3 separate regions of the Sus scrofa genome follow, and regions 2 and 3 are each linked to region 1. A link is a contact called in public Hi-C and HiChIP or PLAC-seq data. All regions are on one chromosome and are shown on one strand. Each heading gives the region's core, a stretch centred on a gene start, on an enhancer-like site or on the middle of the called end of the contact. The rest is flanking DNA. Distances are from core to core; before and after follow the strand shown.

The links. A called contact is a pair of places that touch in the nucleus more often than the background predicts. HiChIP or PLAC-seq counts read pairs in DNA pulled down with a chosen protein or histone mark.
Region 2: a contact with region 1 is called in an H3K27ac HiChIP or PLAC-seq map of alveolar macrophages. The contact joins the promoter of XPA here to the promoter of TRMO in region 1. A contact is called at or near these places in 2 of 5 promoter capture datasets (fetal liver and liver), 5 of 47 Hi-C or Micro-C datasets (embryonic fibroblasts, liver, mesenchymal stem cells and 1 more) and 1 of 2 datasets of contacts at active chromatin or transcription factors (alveolar macrophages).
Region 3: a Hi-C map of skeletal muscle shows a contact between it and region 1, with 3 times the contacts expected there. The contact joins the promoter of CORO2A here to the promoter of TRMO in region 1. A contact is called at or near these places in 2 of 47 Hi-C or Micro-C datasets (fibroblasts and skeletal muscle).

Annotation. Positions count from the first base shown.
Region 1 is chr1:239,785,612-239,788,311 of Sscrofa11.1, reverse strand. It overlaps TRMO (tRNA methyltransferase O), which reads left to right and starts at 1,380. Exons shown (of 6, transcript NM_001243624.1): 1 at 1,380-1,487. The coding sequence starts at 1,412.
Region 2 is chr1:239,567,230-239,569,929 of Sscrofa11.1, reverse strand. It overlaps XPA (DNA repair protein complementing XP-A cells), which reads left to right and starts at 1,341. Exons shown (of 7, transcript XR_301366.3): 1 at 1,341-1,563.
Region 3 is chr1:239,999,546-240,002,245 of Sscrofa11.1, reverse strand. It overlaps CORO2A (coronin-2A), which reads left to right and starts at 1,282. Exons shown (of 12, transcript XM_005660267.3): 1 at 1,282-1,405. TBC1D2 (TBC1 domain family member 2A) reads left to right here. Exons shown (of 16, transcript XM_021066519.1): 16 at 1-648.

The DNA of each region.
Region 1 (2,700 bases), core at 131-2,630:
GGCCCCAGTTTTACAGCGGGTATATAGCTCAGCCCTTCTGCAACTTGTTCTTGTTTCTTCAGCTGCCCCAGAACTCTTTCCTCCTGAAAACAATAGCATTCTTGTCTAATTTTTTCTTTTTCTGGCTGCGCTGGTGGCATGAAGAAGTTGCTGGGCCAGGGATCCAACTCCCGCCACAAGAGCGACTCAGACCGCTGCAGTGACAATGCCAGATCCTTAACCTGCTTTGCCACAAGAGAACTTTTTAAAATTTTCACGTGGAAAAGACCTATCAGAAGATATGTAGGTGTACGAATTTTCTCAATTTTTAGTTTTTGTTTTAAACCCCACGATCTTTAAATCTTTGGCTCCTTCCAATGTTCCTTTTCTGCTAGTGATCTATTTAGTCCACGACAAATGAACCAGTTGAGGAACAGCTTTTCATGGTTATAAAGCTTCCACATCTATGCAGTTTTATTTGAATAATTTATTTTGCAGGCACATGCTCCACCCTCCGCACCCCAACCCTCATGCAACAACAGGATAAAAAGCTCAGAAGCAGAATTATGTATACAGAGAAACTTGATAAAATATACAGGTGAGAGAAGACGTTACAAGTCAATGGGTAAAAGGGCAGGCTAGCGGTGCAAGGATAACTGGCCATCCAATGGAATGAAAACTGATTCTTGCTGGCCCTCAGTTTTTTAGAGCTCTCCAGAAACGATGGCACAATCTCCTCAATGTATATGGCATGTTGATTCAAATTTCATTCTCGCTTCAGTTCCCATGAAGTATGACGCACAGGAAACAAGTCTCCACCTCTCAACCCCTACCTAATCTGGTGTGGGTCTACCCATCCATTAGATTTGAAATAAGATTTACCTGGGGCTCCTTTCTGACAAAACATCCTTCTTATTACGGAAAAATGGGAGCATACAGATAAGTATAAATGACCATTTGTGTATTCCCACCATCCAAGTATTAACATTTTCTAACATCCGATCATCTTGCTATGTGATATACTACCCATACATATCCTTTGTCTTTAAAAATTATCGTCATGCGTTAGATACGCAGGTTGCTTATTTCGAGAGAGATATCTTTATGCATAAATCTTCAATGACGAGTCCCCCTTGAAACGGGCAGTAACTTCGGAGTCGCTAGCTGCCCTGAGAGGGCGGGAAACTGCTGTGGATCCAGGCGGGACCGCATAGACGCGGGTTCAGGAACGGAACGAGACCTCAGGTACACAACCTCAACCTCAGTTCTGCTTCCGCCGCCGCCCGCTGCGCGCGCGGCGCGCACCCCACACCCCTAGCGCGTGCTGGATCTTAGCGCCACCAGCCCGAGCGGCTGTTGCGCAGGCGCCAGGCGCGGAGACCGGAAGCGGAAGGCTTAACGCGTTGGGTGGGCACCTGTGCAACCAGTAGTTATGCGCGGCTTGGAGGACCCTGGGCCTCGCCCTAAAGCTACCCCGTGCGGGTGCGTGAAGCCAACTCTGGAGACAGGTAACTTTTAAGAGGCTGGCGGTTCCTCTCTCAGAACAACCATAAGTGCAGGCAGCCGACTTAACTGTAGAGAGGACAAGGAAAGCGAGACCGTGAACGGACTGGGTCCTTTTCCTGTTTATTGCGAAGGCACGGGTCACGTGCTTAGACGACCACGTGATGTATCGGAGGTGGAGCAGGATGACGTCATCTCTCCTGCCCTGTTCGTGGTGGCTGAGGTCGGCTGACCTTGGCAGAACAGCCACCTGCAGTGTAGTGGCCTGTCCTTTGGAGAGTTCTCACTCATAAAGGAGAGATAGGATGTTTACATCAGGTGCTGTGCCGACTAGGAGTTAATGCCACCAGAGAGAAGCATCCGGTGCTGTAGGAAATAGTTTTAAGCTGAACCTGGAAAGATGGTCATGGGCTTGTTTCTCTGTATTTTCACTCTTACTTATGCAGGAGACTGTCTTAACTTTGGAAATTAGAGGAAGCAAATGGAAAAAAGGTTAAAGTAGTTGGCCATCAAGCAGAGAAAACCTCTGTTAATATCTTGGTTTATACCTTCCATAATTTTTTCAGTGCATATATCCTAGAAATATGTGTTGATATGTAATCCCACTGTTTTATAACCTCAAAACCTTAAGGTTTGTAAAAACTTTCCATGGCAATTAATGTTAATTTTAAGAGGTTGCACACTGTTTTGTTTTATAGGTGTGCTCTTATTTACCCAGTTCCTTTTGTTGGGTGTTTAGGTTATTACTGGTTTTATTTCACTTAGAAAAGTGAAAGTTCTTGAGACTGTTGCCAAAAACTGGGTCTCTGTCCAACTGCTACCAAATGGAACCCCAGAGACAGTTTTGGGTGAAGGAGAAAAAAAAATATAGCTTTTATTGCTTTGCCAGGCAAAGGAGACCACAGCAGGCTAATGTCTTAAAGACTCTCCTCCTTTGGGGAAGAATTGCAGGGAGTTTTATAATCTAAAAGGAGAAGAACAGGGTTTCAGGTAAGAGTCAAGATTGGGGCAAACGTGTTTTTCTTTCAGGAAATTTTAGTCATCAAAGCTGGTGTCAGGAGAGCTCATCATGATCCTGGTGGTCTTCTGATTTATGGAATCTTGCCTTTTCCTCGAATAACAGTACTTACCAAAAGGACAGATTGGTCACAGATTAGGACAAACTAGGAAAATTGCTGAAAAACATCTTGTGCTTCTAATCTTTAACCCACAGGCAAT
Region 2 (2,700 bases), core at 92-2,591, 220 kb after region 1:
GCTGAATATGGAGGTTCCCAGGCTAGGGGTCTAATCAGAGCTGTAGCCGCCAGCCTACGCAAGAGCCACAGCAACTCGGGATCCGAACCGTGTCTGCGACCTACACCCACAGCTCACAGCAAATGCCAGATCCTTAACCCACTAAGGGAGGCCAGGGACCGAACCCGCAACCTCATGGTTCCTAGTTGGATTCGTTAACCACTGAGCCACGACGGGAACTCCAAAAGTCACTAATTTTTATTAAGTTAATTTATCTAATTTTATCCTGTTTGTGCTTTCGTTATCATATGAAACTTGAGATTTTATCATGGGACAAGATCAATGGATAGGGAGCGAGAGGAATTTGAGGGGAAAAGGAGTAGGGATGGTTTGAAATCTGTCTCCAGTTCAACTAGGAGATCGCAGCACTTATTTACTCTATAGAAGGTCCTCCAGCTTAGATATACATATAACTGATTGACTAAAACCACTAGGTTGTGCTTCTCAAACTGTGAATGTTAGGTATTATCCAGTGGGCCAGTTTGTTCTAAGAACTAGTCCCAATGGTATAAGTGGTAATTAGAACTTAATGTTTTCTGGCTTCAATTAAGTTTTATTGTCATAAAAAAATACATTTTTAGGAAAGCATGCCATATTTATTTTGCTTCATTTGCCACACTTTTGGGAAGTCAGGGTTTAGCTCAAATCCAAAGTAAGTTCATCCACACTCTAGAAATATTCCATGGAAAAGTTAGCCAAACTTACGCATACCAGCTTTGGTAATTGGTGCTGCCTTTGCCTTTTGTCACCCAGAGTTTAAACCCAGGTGTTCTCATTTCAAATCTATGACTCTGTCTAGGCCAGAATTTCAAAGTAGTCATACCAATCATCCGCTGATTTCTTTTGATTGAAACTACTGTTACTACTAACTGCCATCATTTTGGGAAGCTTTCTATGTGCCAGGCATTGTGCGGAAAGACTACATCTAATTTTCTCAACAACTCTATTAAGTGGTTCTGTAATTATCCTCATTTTACTACTGTTGAAACTGAACTCAGGGTAAGTGACTTACTGAAGGCCACGCAGATGGCAAGTGTCAGAACTAAGATTTCATCCAAGTCTGACTCCAATGCCCATGTGCTGAACCACCAAGCGAAGCTATTATTTTAAAGATGACTGGGTCCTGAACACTGATCTTGGAACCAGCCGGCGACTTCAGAGTTACAAAGCCAACAAGTAAACTCCGCTCTGACGCTTGCGCAGATTCCAACTACCGCTCCTTTCTGCAAGTCCTTCTCAAAATGCGCAGGCGCGCTCCCTACCGCCAGCGCGGAGGCGGGGCCTCGACCAGCTTTGGCGTTTCAATGCGCCTGCGTGGGGGCTATTGCCACAGTCTTCTGGGGAGGTTGGACATGGCGGCTGCTGAAGGGTCTTCATCTCAGCCGGCGGCTTCAGAACAGCCGGCGGAGCTGCCTGCCTCAGTGCGGGCGAACATCGAGCGTAAGCGGCAGCGGGCGCTGATGTTGCGCCAGGCCCGGCTGGCGGCCCGGCCTTACCCAGCGACGACGGCTGCGGCTACCGGAGGTTTGGACCCTAGCGGCGTCTGCCCCATCTCTCTCCTGGCGGACCTGGGGCCCCGTCCTTGGTGTGGCGACCAGACCCTCCCCCGCAGTCCTCGGAGGGATTCAGCTCAGCTGGCCTTGTCACAGCGGGGTGTCCAAGACCACAGGGCGACTTCTGACTCCCAGCCCTGGCCTTGCCTCACGGCACCTGGGCGGTCCAGCGGCCGTCCTTGGCTTGGGGATGCCGCCGCCCTCGCTGTCGGGAGGAGCCAGGCAATGTCTCCGTTCTCCTTTTCTGTTCTCTGCCTGCAGCTTCCACCAGTCCCGGGATGGTCTTTGTATAAAGCTTTTAGACCTCGTAACACATTTTAGTAATCCTGCACCTGCTTCCTTATTCATCCATTTAACGCAGGGTGATTGAGTGCATATTCCCTAATTGGCACACAGTGCTTGCTACGTGCTGGGCGCAGAGAGGAGCAAACAGACATTAGCTACTGACTCCGTGGGGCTAACCGAGTGACAACTGTTGTGTGTCAAAGTTTCCAAGTAGCTAATTTGGCTCTCACAGCTAACCTGAAAATAATTAGGGCAGGGTTTGGTATCCATGTTTTACTGAGGAGATAATTGAGCGCCAGAAAGCGACAGAGGTTTGCTCAGGTTCGTCTCAGCAAGTGCAAAGGCTAATCTGGACTAGAACTCAGGTCATCTGACCCTCGGTTCAAGGTCTTGTTCACCAGCTTCCTTTGCTATACTAAGCATTTCTCTCACCCTTAGGAAGAAAGGCTGTTATTCTTGTGTTATTCTTGTCTGGATTTCATCTTCCCTTTATTAGGACAGCCCTTGGCTGTGCATTTGTCTATTTGCTTATCATGTATGTGTTTATCATATAACTCTCCACTGGGATCAAGTGGTAGTCTTCTCCATGGTACCTAAAATATAGTTTGATTGACATGTGATTCTTTAGGACTGCCTCCATGACACGAAGCACCTGTGTTCCTCAACCAACTGTGTAGTGTGTGAGCAGTTGAACACAAAACTGTATCATCTACTTAACCCTTTCATCAGCCAGGAGTAAGGAAGAGTGAAAAGAGCTAGCTGGGTGTCTTGAGATTCATACTGACACTGAATCTGAAAACCCTAGCCACTTTTAATGGTTCTG
Region 3 (2,700 bases), core at 33-2,532, 210 kb before region 1:
CAATGGTCTCCCCTCTGGCCCATTGGTCCTATGCCCATGTGGAACCAGAGAGGTCCCCAAACACAGTCCCAGCCGCCTATCATCATGGCAACTGCGGTGATGCATTTAAGGTGCCCAGAACAGTGCCCGGTTCTTCAGGAGTTGGGAAGATGCAGATATGAGGCTGGGAGGGAATGTCCACAAGGGTTCTGGGAAGCCTTCCTGGGGAAGGACATGGAAGGAAGAAATGAATCTGTTTAGACAGTAGACCATGATATGGGAAGAGAATTCCTGGCAGAGAGGACTGCGAACAAGGGCACAAAGATATGAGAGTGCAAATGGGTAGGAAATGCATACCATAGTTACTGGCTGAAGCCCTAGGTGAATTAAGACATTCGGGTGAATTAACACTTACTGAGCCAGGCACTGTTCTAGGCCCTGGAGATACACCACTGAACAAACAGTTGTTCTCATGAGAGACGGTGTGGTGGAGTGACTATAAGCTTGGGCTTGGGAGCCACACTGCCTAGGGTTGTACTGATACTGGTGTCATCTTAAGAAAGGTACTTAACCTCTGTGAACTTCAGATTTCTTATGTGTAAAATAGGTAAAAGCTAACCTAGTAGGTTTATGTGTCGATAAACTGCGGTGATGCATTTAAGGTGCCCAGAACAGTGCCCGGTTCTTCAGGAGTTGGGTGGTGATATTACAAAAAGGCTGGGCTTCCCCATCTCCGCCCCCACTGCCCAAGGCGGCAAGACTAAGCAGCAGCGCCCCCTCTTGGCTACCGATAGAAAGAAGGGCGTCCTCCCATACTCAGAGATCCTCCCTGCCCTCTTCCTCTCGACGTACCGGGAACCCCCAGGAATTACTCCAACAGCTCGGGTTCACCAAGCGCTACTCCTGTGGCCGTCTCTGAGTGCGCACATTACTGCGCCGGTAAATTAGATCGTCACTTCCAATTCTCAAACAACTCTGAAGCAGACACGGTTTGTTTCCACTCCACCTAAGGGTAAAGTGACCCTCCCGGAAGGATCGAATCCCTTGTCTCATACCACTCCGCGAGAAAGCGACGGGATGTGAAGGAAGGCAACCCCAGCCTCTACTCGGTCCCCGGGGAGCCCGCCCCATTCACTGCGGCGTGTGCGCGCCGCTGTGCGAGCCCTTTCTCTGTGCGAATGCGCGCCCCGAGACAAGCTCCGGGGTACCAGGAACGCGGCCCAAGGGCCGAGGAAGGAAGGGTGGCCTGGCGGACTCGCGGGCGGGGCTTGTGCTCGGCCCCGGCCCCTCCCACCGGCCCCTCCCGCTGGGCTGAGGGTGGGAGGAGGCGGCAGCGCTGGGCGCGGGGACTCGGCGGGCAGCGAGGAGCTCAGAACCAGAGCCAGACGCCGCCGCCGCTACCGCCACCTGCGCGGCCGTCATCAAGGTAGGGCGGTCCCGGGCCGCCGGGCTATGCCTTCCCCGTCTGCGCGATGTGCTCGTGCTGCGCCTCTGAGCTGCAACGCCTGGGGAGGGATGCTGGGGCTCGGCGCACCGCTGGGGACCTGGCGGGACGCGGGGAACCTGGCGTTCGACACCTCTGCGTGACCTTGCAAAAAGCACTGCTTCTCTCCAGGCCTCAGTTTCCCCATCGGGATAGCGGGCACAAGGATGGCCCCTTCGTCGCTGGGCTGTGGGGAGGGGCCGCCTCAAGCTCCAGGCTCCCGACGGCGCAGGGTCGGATGGGCACTGTCTGCACAGCCCACCCGCAGTGAGGGCTGCTCTTGCTGGGTGTGGCAAGCCGGTCCCGACAGTCCCCCCTAGTGGCCTGGGTGCCCCGCGGGACCCGTGTTGGGACTCTTCCCTCTCCTGGCTGGGTAACCTGCTGGGCCTCAGCTTCCCTGCACAGGAAACATTAATAGGCGACACCCCCAGGTCCCTGTCAAGCCAGCCTGGGCATGCAGGGTGGGGCAGTCAGAGTCTAAGCCTAGTCTTCCTCGCGGTCTGGGGCTGGAGGAGCCCTAGGTTGGAGGTGGTGGAGCCCTCTGGCACAGACTTGCCTGGACCAGACCCACGCAAGTACCTGGATTTAGGGCATGGTATGCAATGTCTCCCCACCAGGTGCTAACGCCCAAATCTAAGTCCCAGCCTGATGTGATATGGTTGGCTTGTCCATGCATAGACGGACCTAGAGGAGCTACAGTGCCAAGAGATGGTGTTTGGGTGGGGTCGGGTCTGGGACAGAGCAAATGTCTGAGAGACTGTGGCTCCAAGATTTCTGGGTAAAGACGACCTCTGGTGTCTGTCCTGGCCCCTTGGTAAGATCCCTCTGGACCATCTCACTGCCCCACTGCACACCCCTTATGATGGGAATCTCACTCGCTGTAAACAGAGCTAGAGTCTGCTAGTCCTGCTCTGGCACACAGACAACATCTGACCCCTCCATCCCCACCCCAGGGCAATTATCTGGTCCCTTAAATCAGTTCACCTCAGGGTTAAACAGCCCCAGATCCAGAGCTGTTTCTCCTGTCAGAGCCAAAGGGAGCAAAGGCAAGACAAGAGAGCTGAGGTGTCTGCCCTGGAGCAGTTAGTAGTCAGCCTGAGGCTTGTTCAGAACCCACCTTCATCAGGACTGGAATGTGTCCCCTGTACCTCTGGAAAGGTAGCTGCCTTAGAGGTCTGGAGTGAGAGGAGGAGCCAGAGGAGCCTCTCTCCAGCCCTTCCAGCCCAAGGGTCCCTGTC